Linked DNA regions of Mus musculus: region 2 is linked to region 1. A link is a contact called in public promoter capture Hi-C data. All regions are on one chromosome and are shown on one strand. Each heading gives the region's core, a stretch centred on a gene start, on an enhancer-like site or on the middle of the called end of the contact. The rest is flanking DNA. Distances are from core to core; before and after follow the strand shown.

Region 1 (5,057 bases), core at 1,725-4,224:
TATATCTGAGTATGGCCACATGTATGTGGGTATGTGGGTGCCTTTGGTGGCCAAGAAACATCACACCTCCCTGGAGCTGGAATTACAGGTTTCCCTGTGTGGGTGCTGGGAATGAAACTCAGGTCCTCTGGAGAGCAGTGCACACTTTTTTTTTTTCTGAGACAGGGCCTCTGTGTAGCCCTGGCTGACCTGGAACTCACTCTGTAGATCAGGCTGGCCTCGAACTCAGAACTCAGAAATCCACCTGCCTCTGCCTCCTGAGTGCTGGGATTAAAGGCGTGGGCCACCACCGCCAGCCCAATACACACTCTTTACTGCTAAGCCATCACTCTCTGTTTTGGAGTTGCTTTCATATCAGTTAATGTGAATAACACAACAGAAAGAAAGGAAAGACAATGACAGCAAAGCCATTCTGAAATAACAACATGCTTCAAACAGGGCTAAGGGTTAACTCTGCCGGGAACAAACAAAACAAAAAACCTTACAAAAATATAACCATGCCGAGCGTGGTGGTACATGCCTTTAATCCTAGCACTTGGGAGGCAGAGGCAGGTGGATTTCTGTGTTTGAGGCCAGCCTGGTCTACAGAGTGAGTTCCAGGACAGCCAGGGCTACACAGAGAAACCCTGTCTCGAAAAATAAAAAAAAAAAAAAATATATATATATATATATATATATAAAACCATGTCACATAAACACAGAGGGAAGTTGTGATGTTCAGTTTTCTACCTACCTACCATATTATCTTTCTCTTGATCCTGCTTCTTCAAGTAGCTTAATACAGACATAATGTCTTTTTCCATGTTATATTGCTGTTTCTTTAAGTCTTCATTATTTTTTGCCAGTCTTCGGGAAGTATCACGATATTCAATCCTAGAGAGTTCTGTGACTTCCAATCTGGCCTCCCAAAGAGAGGCATTGGCTTTGGCTCTTTCAATTGCAGGTTCATCTGATTTGATTATTTTCCTGCAGAAGAAGATATTGACAACATGTAATTTATTAGTATCATTTCTATTTTGTTTGGCTTGCCTGACACATAAAAGCATATATTGTTGGACTAATGCATTAATACATTAATAATATATATATATATTAGTATTCATATAAGAGACTTAAATTGGTGCTTCTTCCTCAAGAGGAGAACTTTGGAGTATGACTATTAATTATTTTTGAAGTATGACTTAAAGGATGAGAAAAACAAAGAGGAAATAAGAGGCCAAATGTATTTCATAAAGCTCTCTAGCTTCTCATGTACTCCATTCTCCATATTCTTGTTTCCTGCTCTTTGCTGTGCTGAGTATCAGACCCAGGCTCGAGCATGCTAGGCAAGTGCTCTGCAATCCTTTCTCCTCTTTCACTCAGTTGTGAGCCTGGGTCTCATGTTCTACACGAAGACACAATTGTTGTATATCTGTCCTCTCCACAGCCTTTGTTGCTATTGTTTTGTTTTGCTTAGTTCTTAGACAAAGGATCAGGTTACTTGGGGCAGGTATGTTAAGTACTTCATTTGTTGGTAAGTACTTCATGTTAAGTACTTCAATTGTTGGTAACACATTATCCCAGGCTTTAAGGATGCCTGAAAAACACACACCATAGTCATTGATGCAGAGATGGGGGAAAAAAAAAGTAAGACCTTGGGAATGTAGACATGTAGAAGCAGAATGTACAGTAAGCATACATCAGGTAGAAGTAGAATGTATAATAAGCATACATTAGGAAGAAGAAGACTGAATGGTATGCATACATCAGGTAAAGTTAGAGTGCATGGTATGCATGTATCAGGTAGAAGTAGAAGTAGAATGCATGGTAAGTATACATCAAGGCCCTAGGATGGATTCAAAAGGTAAAGTCCTTTGAAATAAAGATTGCACCAGCATTAACAAAACACTGTGGTACAGAGCTGGAGAGATAGCTCAGAGATTAAGAGCACTGACTGTTCTTCCAGAGGTTCTGAGTTCAACTCCCAGCAACCACATGGTGGCTCACAACCATCTGTAATGGGATCTTCTGGAGTGTGCCTAAAGACAGCATACAGTGTATGCATATAAATAAAAATAAACAAATCTTTTTTAAAAAGAAAGTTACTCTCTTAAGTTACTTTGCTGGAGATGGTACCTAGGACCCTGCACAAGAAGCACTCTATCACTGAACTACACTCAGACTTGTTTTTAAAGACGAGGTCTCCATATGTAGCAGTGGCTGTGATCTCCCTGCCTCAGCCTCCAGAGCAATGCGACCAGAGGTGTGTGTTACTTAACTTGTCTCCAGAGAATTCACATTACAGTCACAAGCTTAAGCGATCCCTTTGCATTTCTCATCTACGGCGTTGAACTCCTTGTGTGACTCCAAAGTCCTGAGGAACCATCCTGTAGCCCAGTCATTCTATTGACATTCTAGCAACAATTCCTAGGGACCATCCATGGGGTTAGCGCTATAGCTGTTCACTCTGTGTCTCTGTGTGTGGTGTTTGTGTGTGTACTGATCCGTCCAGTTAAATCATTTCGCGTGCTCCCTTTGATCCCAAGAGGATTCCTGAATGACCCAAGGAACAACTTTAACCACTCAGACAAGAGCTAGAATAGAAAAGAATGTGTTTATATCAGTCTCACAATGGAGAGCTCTCAGATCTTAGGGCCAATCAAGAATGAACAGGAGCTGTCCACAAAAGCCTGACAGAGGCATCCAGTTAGCGCCGCAAAATGACAAGGGTAGGCAGGGGGAACGGGGAGCCTCTGCGCTGCTCTTACTTTGGTTCTTTGCCTTTGTTTTTGCCTTTCCTCTTGTCTTTCCTCTTGTCTTTCCTCTTGTCCTTCGCCGGCATCTTGACTTCTGCGGGAGTCTCACCGTGCTGGTGTCCTGGTGGCCGCCACCTGGGCCGACTCCGTCTCTAAGGAAACCACCACGCCGAAGGGCTAACGTCCTCCGCGCCGTTGAGGGCACGCGGAGGGCGCACGCGCGTGACGTGACCGCGGCGAGGGGCGGGGCGGAGATCGCTCCGAGGCGGCGGGCGTCCGCGCCAGGGCGGCGCGCGCGGTGAGTGTGCACGAGCCTCGGCGGCGCTCCCGGGGTTGGAGCCGGGCGGGAGGCCGGGAGCTCGGCAGGGGCGGGTGTCGGGCGCGGGGCTGCGGCGTCTTAGCCTCCCACGACTTGTCTCGCGCCCCCTGAGGCTCCATGGCCGGCGGCTCTCCGACCGCCCCGCGCGCATCGGAGCGGCGCCAGTGAGGCTTGAAGCGCTTCCAGTCGGGCGGGCGGATCTTCCAAGCCTCTGGCGCGGCCACCGTGGCGGTCCTGCCCGCATCCCTGCTTCTGTCTCGGTGGCGGCGCCCTCGCTGCCCGCCTCATGCTTACCTCCCCTCCATCCTCGCTTCTGTCTCGCGGGCTCCCTGGAGGACAGTGCACCCGGGGACATCCCAGGCCAAACGCTTTCAGGGAGGCAGTTGACTTTTCCGAGGGCGGTGGCTTGAGTGAGGCTGTCAGCCTCCGAGGGTCCGCGGGCTCCGGTGCTCAGACTCTGGCTCCCCTGCCTGGAGCGGTGTGGCGGGGGGGGGGGGGGGGGATCGTTGGTCCCCGGATCTAGGTGGCAGGTGCTTGGCTCCAGCCGACCGCCAGGTTCCTGTTAGTTAACATCGCCCACATCCTCTAGTGCCTGAAGTCCCATTGCTGCAAGTTGCATAAAGTTGCAAGCACTTGCCTCGCACCCGGGTTCCCGAGGAGTAGTACTCCATCCAGTATTCTAGTTGGTTCAGAAGAGGAACCCTGTGATTATGTCTTCATTCACTGAGCGTGAGTGAGTCATTACGGAAGACAGGTATTGTGGCTGCCTTGTCAATAGGCTTGGGAGTGAAGCGCGGTTCTGCTTTATCACTCCGCTTCAAATTTCATTTAACATTTATTTTGAAACATCATTGTTAGAACTCCTCCTCCCCTCTCTCTAGGGAGACCTTAGTTACTAAGCCCCTAACTGTAAGGTGACATCTTTGACCTCTAAATCTCTCTTTTCCCACCTCATCCCCCCCCCAGAGGGCGTGGTTTGTGTGGTTTGTAAATTTTGCGGTTAGAGTAAGCAAGTAGATTTGATGAGAGACCTTGGAAACCGTTTGAACCTTCTGCTAGCACGGCTATGGCCTATTTTGACTATATTTCTGGTGACATGCCATGAACTTATGAGTAGAATCACCTCTACATCATGTACCTTCCCTTAGATAATGTACATTACCTCTGAGAAGCAATCTATAAAGCACCTATTGCTAACTAGCAGAAAGGGAGTAGGGGCATTTTCTGTCATAGGTATGTATATTTAGACTTTTTATTTATTTGTTTGTTTGTTTGTTTTACAAAAATTGGTTGTAAATAAAAGCCAGTCCCACATTTACCATTTGAATATACTTCTACAGATTATCTCAGACATAAAATTTTGACTTAAAATAAAAGTGTCTTTGTTTATTTTTTTCACCGTTATTTTTATTTTATATATATGGACGTTCTGCCTGCAAATCTATGTGCTAGGTGTATGCAGTGCCTCTGGAGGCCAGAAGAGGTCGTTGGAACTTGAATTAGAGATGGTTGTGAGCTGACATGTGGATGCTGAGAATCAAACCTGGGACCTCTGGACTAGCATCCAGTGATCTTAACCCAGAGCCATCTCTCCAGACCATCACCCCCTCTTTTGAGATCCAGCCTCACTATGTGTGTTTTCCTGGACTAGAACTCTCAAAGATCTGCTTTCCTTTGCCTCCGAGTGCTGCAATTAAAGATGTGGAGCCTGGGAACGTTGCTTCTTAACATATGCATAGTGCTTTTCTTATTTTATTTTTCTTTCCCAAAACAGAATTCCTCCATGTAGCCTTGGCTCTCTCTGTAGACCAGGCTGTTCTGGAAATCACAGAGATCAGCCTGCCTCTGCCTCCCAAATGCTGGGATTAAAGGCATGTGCCACCACAGCCAGGTGGCAGGTTTGTTGTTGTTATTGTTGTTTTGAGGCAGTGTCTAGTATACAGCTTCGGCCTTCTAGGAACTCAAGGTGTAGACCAGGCTAGCCTTGAACTCATCTGCCTGCC
Region 2 (5,070 bases), core at 770-3,269, 930 kb before region 1:
TCCTCTTGCATGGCATCAAGTGTTCTCTGGTACAATAGTGCCATCTGCTGTTGAAAAATGATCTAAGATCTAAGATCTTAGAATACAAGTCCTCACCATGGCAACAGCAGATGGTCAGAAATCTGTAACATTCATATATCAAGTGATAGGAGAACAATGTAAGTATGAAAAGAATAAACTTTGGGGTCAAAATCCATTTGTAGACTTTTAAGTGCAAAACCATAGCCTGTCTGTCCCATTAGCCTAACAAGAGACTCCTGTTTTCTGACGTGTGCCTTCCCCCCTAAGGAGCAGTGACAGCCGCTCTATTAGATTTCTATTTTCTTTTCTGAAAAATGTCAATTTTTCAGAGAGGAGAAAATAGAGCATTCTGTCCATGTTTTTGTTTCCAAGAACAAGTATAAACTTAAGCTCTGTAGAACTGAAATTCTTTCAAGTCCTTTCGATCATTTTGATCATGCCCAAAACAACCAAACTGGACAACATGCTTTTCAGTTCAGTTGAAGAGCATTTGCCTTTGACAGTAGGCGTGCACAACAGCATATCCGCTTTATAAACAGGTATATTATCTGCTTCCCTCCGTTCCAGCATAGTCAAAATAACTGAGAATCATACAGTTTCAACAAACCTTGTTCCTTACCATTGTCATGAACCCCCATCAGAGCCATCTTCTGTTTGTTAATGGGAAGAGGCATGTGGGATTTATACAGGCTCACCTGTTGGAGATGTTTGTGTAAACTTTCACAAATAAAAGCTAGCAGAAACCATTTGAGGTGTATTTGTCTGTTAATCTTTAGTGCCCCTTTGTCTGGGTGAGCAAGGATTCCTCTATAATTGTTGTTTTTTAAAGCACAGGGAGTGAAAACAGATAAATTAAAGAAAAAAAAAGTCACTGATTTACTGCAGGGCACTTAAGCAAAAGGATGTTTTAATCATTATGCTAATGAAAGAAATCTTGAGCAGATTTCCTCAGAAGGCTAGAGCTTTGAGAGCCAGTAAGATGGCTCTGTGGATAAAGGTTTTGCCATGCAAATCAGGCAACTTGAATTCAATCGGCACACACACACACACACACACACACACACACACACACACACACACACAAAACAGAGCCCTAATCACCTACTCCTTTGCTTTAGTTTCCCACTGTCCACAGGAAACACCAAACTGTACAACATACAAAGTGTACTTCCTGCTTCTGCCCAACAAGTGTAATGGCGCCAGTCCCATAACCTTAGTTTCATCACGCCCTGCCCTTTCCTAATTCTGGGGCCAGACTGCAGGGTTTGCCTCTCAAGTTCCTCCTAACTAGCTGTATCACCTAAAACAATCCCCACCCCACCCCCAACAGACACATAAACATTGTTTTCATGGCGCTCTGAGGATCTGGGGCCATAATATCATTAAAAAAAAAAAAAAAAAGAAAAGAAAAGAAAAACAAAACCCTTTAGCATTGTCCCAACTTAGGCAACCCTGTGGTGGTCATAGTCCTGCAACTTTATAGACTTAATGAAGAAGGAAAAGGAGGAAAAGGAGGAAAAGGAGGAGGAGGAAGAGGAGGAGGAGGAGGAAGAGGAGGAGGAGGAGGAGAGGAGGAGGAGGAGGAAGGAAGAAGGAATTGTTAAAGTTGTCAGAAGTCTAATGTTTTAGCTTGCTCCATTATCTTTGCTACACTATCGCTACAAAAAAAAAAAAAAAAAAAAAAAAAAAAAGGAGCCCTGCCCAACAAGCCAAGTGACAGCTAACACAGTCACAGCTCCTGGGACAAACGTGTCGCCAGGATTAGCCTGGACCACCTCCAAAATGTGACGCAGTCTGGAAAGCTGGTAGGGGGTTGTAGGGAAGCGGTCTGCAAACCCGCCGTGTGGTCACTCTTCCGCTTCCACGACACTCGCGGGTGTGAAGGCCAGCGACGCCCAAGGTGTGCGGGACGCATCTGCAACAAGTGGGCACGCGAAAGGCGGAGGGAAAACCTCGGCGAGCCGGAAACACTAAGAACCGCTTCCGGGTCAGGGGGCAGGAGCCACCATGGAAGCTCCCTGGGCCGCGGGGCCACCTAAGCCGCTGCCTGGCGTCTGAGGCCATTGAGGCGCTAAGCGGCCGGCCCTGCCCGCCGTGGATACGCGGGCGGCTCCCGGCGAGCTGCGGCCTCCGCCGCCATGTCGGTGCTGGGCGAGTACGAGCGACACTGCGATTCCATCAACTCGGACTTCGGAAGCGAGTCCGGGGGTGGCGGGGACTCGGGCCCGGGCCCCAGCGCTGTCCCAGGGCCGCGAGCCGGCGGCGGGGCGGCGGAGCAGGAGGAGCTGCACTACATCCCCATCCGCGTTCTGGGCCGCGGTGCCTTTGGGGAGGCCACGCTGTACCGCCGCACCGAGGTAGCGGCCCTCGGCTCCGGCCGCTGCCGGGCCTCCCCGCGCCCTCCTTCCCGGCCCCGCTTTCCAGTGCTGCTTGCCCCTGGCCCTCTATGGTCAGGCGTCCCTTGGGGTTTAGGTCTCGGGAACCCCACCGTGCTTTCGCTTCCCCTGCTGTAGGACATTGGTTTAATCACCGCTGTCACTGAGCGAGTCATTGAGCGGTCTTTTGCATTTTAGTTTTCCCATTTGTTAATTGGACTTAGCGATAACAACCTCGCCCCCCCCCCCAAAAAAAAAACCTTTACTTTTTTAAAGGTTATTTTGAGGTCCAAACGAAGGTGCTTTGCACATTGGGAACAATATAAAAAGCTTACTTGCTCTTTGGGAACAGTCTGTAAAAGCTTACTTCCTTTCGTATAGCTGTTGAAGGGCGGGATGGGGAGTTGGTGTGTACTTCCAAATAGCCACACTGGCAGCTACAACACACTGCTAGCCCTGTAGGCTTTGTTTTCTTGTTTTTGTTTTTGTTTTTTTCATAAATGATCACTCGGAGGATTTCCTTGATCACCAGAAAGATCATTGTTTGTTTGTTTGTTTTCTTGCTTTTCCTTCAGTGATTGTATAAGACAAATACTTTATTGGTGGAGTTGAGTCTGGAGAAACAAGGACCCCTTTCTTTGAGAACCCAAGGAAGCTAAGTCATTTTTCCCACCTTCTTGCATAAGGTCACAATGGAGAGACCCATGAGTTACTGAATCCAAAATTAAGAATGTGTACTGATTTAAAACCCTGTAGTGAGTCTACCTCCAAAAGTTAACCATAACTTGAGTCTAATCACCACAGCCTTAAAACTCTAGCTTTAGGGTAAACATTTAATGAGAACTTGCTGAGGTTGCAAAAGGTGATTCATGCACTTGCAATTCTAGTGTCTGCTCCCAGCCAGAACTTTTTGTGCTGGGGATAAAACGGGCTTTGCCAGTGCTCAGAAGGCATTCCACTACTGAGCCATACCTCCAGCGTCCAGCATATATCTATGAAAGATGGAAGAAAAGTAGTTGCAAGAAAATATCTTTGTGTTCTTTTCTATTCCAGTAACCAACCCATTAGTGGACATTATCATCTGTAGTCGCCTATGTTCTTATTTGTGCCGATTATTTTCTAGCATTTAAGTCAGTATAGTTAAGTGGCTCACTTTCTCACCGTTGAGCAGTGAGTACCAGTTTCCTATCTCTGTCTTATATGTCATGTTCAACTTGGTTACTAGCTTTGAGTTAATTTTATCACACTTCTCAGAACTGTATGACGCTATCTCTGTCACATGGTATTTATAAGATATGAACTTACAAAGCTTCTGAGAAGTAGCCCTTTCCCTCTAGGTTATAGTTACAGCAAGAAGACCAGCCAGTCATGTTAGTAACAGGGTCTTAGGTGTGGATATCCCAAGGAGACAAAAAAAAAAGCACTGAGGACTCCTCGCGGGCAGTGCAGGCTCTGAGGATGAGTGGTGTTTACACATATGGGAAAAAGTTTAAAGTTTTCCAAAAGAAACTTGCTGAGGTATCCTAAAGGAATGTTACAGTGGGTGCTGGTAGGCCAGGAAGCAGTAGCTAAAGAATGCGAAGTACCCCAAAATGGAAGTGACTGCACCTTATGAGGATTAAAAAAAGCAGGGGCCTGTGGGATTGGGGGGGGGGGCGTCTTATTCAGAAAGAGTAAATGAAAGTCACGAAGTTTAAGTTTATGGAATCAGGCAGGTTTAATATTTGCGTTTTATAAGCCCCTGCTGTTAGCTGGAGATAGTGCTGTGCACTTCTTCCTCAAATTCCAGTTCTGCCCCAAGTCCCATTATCACTAGGGACCCGCAGGATCCCTCAGTAGAATTCCTGAGATCAGGTCCCATCTAATACTAATACCCGGAACTAATACTGTACAAATTAAGAGTAGCAACAAAGTAGTGTTTTGATTTTTTTTTCTATAATTTTTCTGCATGTGTGTGGGAGTCAGTTCTTCCGCTGTACAGGTTCTTGGGGCTCAAATTCAAGCTATCAGACTTAACAGTAAACACCTTTACCCAGTAAGCCATCTTGCCAGCCCTCAAAATAACACTATATATATTTTTAAAAGATTTAGTTTCAGTTTTAATTCACTGTCTCTATGTGGGTATGTGCAAGTGAGGGTCGTCCCTTCAGAGGTCAGGAGCATTGGGTCCCACCCGGGCCCTCCCAGAGCCAAAGCTATAAGCATTTGGAAGCTGCCCAGAGTGGACACTGGTAATCAAACTCTGGTCCTCTGCAAAAGCAACATACTCTCTTAGACACGTAACCATCTTTCCAAGCCAGAAAATGCCACCTTCAGTCTTTGTCTCCCCTAGTTCTTCAGCAAAGTATAATAACTGTGCAGAACCTTAAGTCTGTCAAAAGGAGTAAAGAGTCATTCTTTGCCCCTCTAGGAGGCTCCTTTCTAGGCTCCCAGGTTGGGTTTGGATCCGTGCACTGCCAGGCGGGAGGGAAACACACTGGTCCTGCTCCTGTGTTGCAGGACGACTCACTGGTGGTGTGGAAGGAAGTTGACTTGACCCGGCTATCTGAGAAGGAACGTCGAGATGCCCTGAATGAGATTGTCATCCTGGCACTGCTACAGCACGACAACATCATTGCCTACTACAACCACTTCATGGACAACACCACCCTGCTGATTGAGCTGGAGTACTGTA

What was found. Promoter capture Hi-C pulls out the DNA fragments that hold promoters and counts their contacts.
Region 2: a contact with region 1 is called in a promoter capture Hi-C map of pre-B cells, with 2.9 times the contacts expected there. The contact joins the promoter of Nek9 here to the promoter of Entpd5 in region 1. A contact is called at or near these places in 2 of 39 promoter capture datasets (hippocampal neurons and pre-B cells).

What each region holds. Positions count from the first base shown.
Region 1 is chr12:84,406,946-84,412,002 of GRCm38.p6, reverse strand. Entpd5 (ectonucleoside triphosphate diphosphohydrolase 5) reads left to right here and starts at 2,974. Exons shown (of 16, transcript NM_001026214.2): 1 at 2,974-3,033. It overlaps Bbof1 (basal body orientation factor 1), which reads right to left and starts at 2,935. Exons shown (of 12, transcript NM_028377.3): 1 at 2,748-2,935; 2 at 738-966. The coding sequence starts at 2,821.
Region 2 is chr12:85,336,311-85,341,380 of GRCm38.p6, reverse strand. It overlaps Nek9 (NIMA (never in mitosis gene a)-related expressed kinase 9), which reads left to right and starts at 2,019. Exons shown (of 22, transcript NM_145138.2): 1 at 2,019-2,378; 2 at 4,896-5,070. The coding sequence starts at 2,160. It overlaps Tmed10 (transmembrane p24 trafficking protein 10), which reads left to right. Exons shown (of 5, transcript NM_026775.4): 5 at 1-767.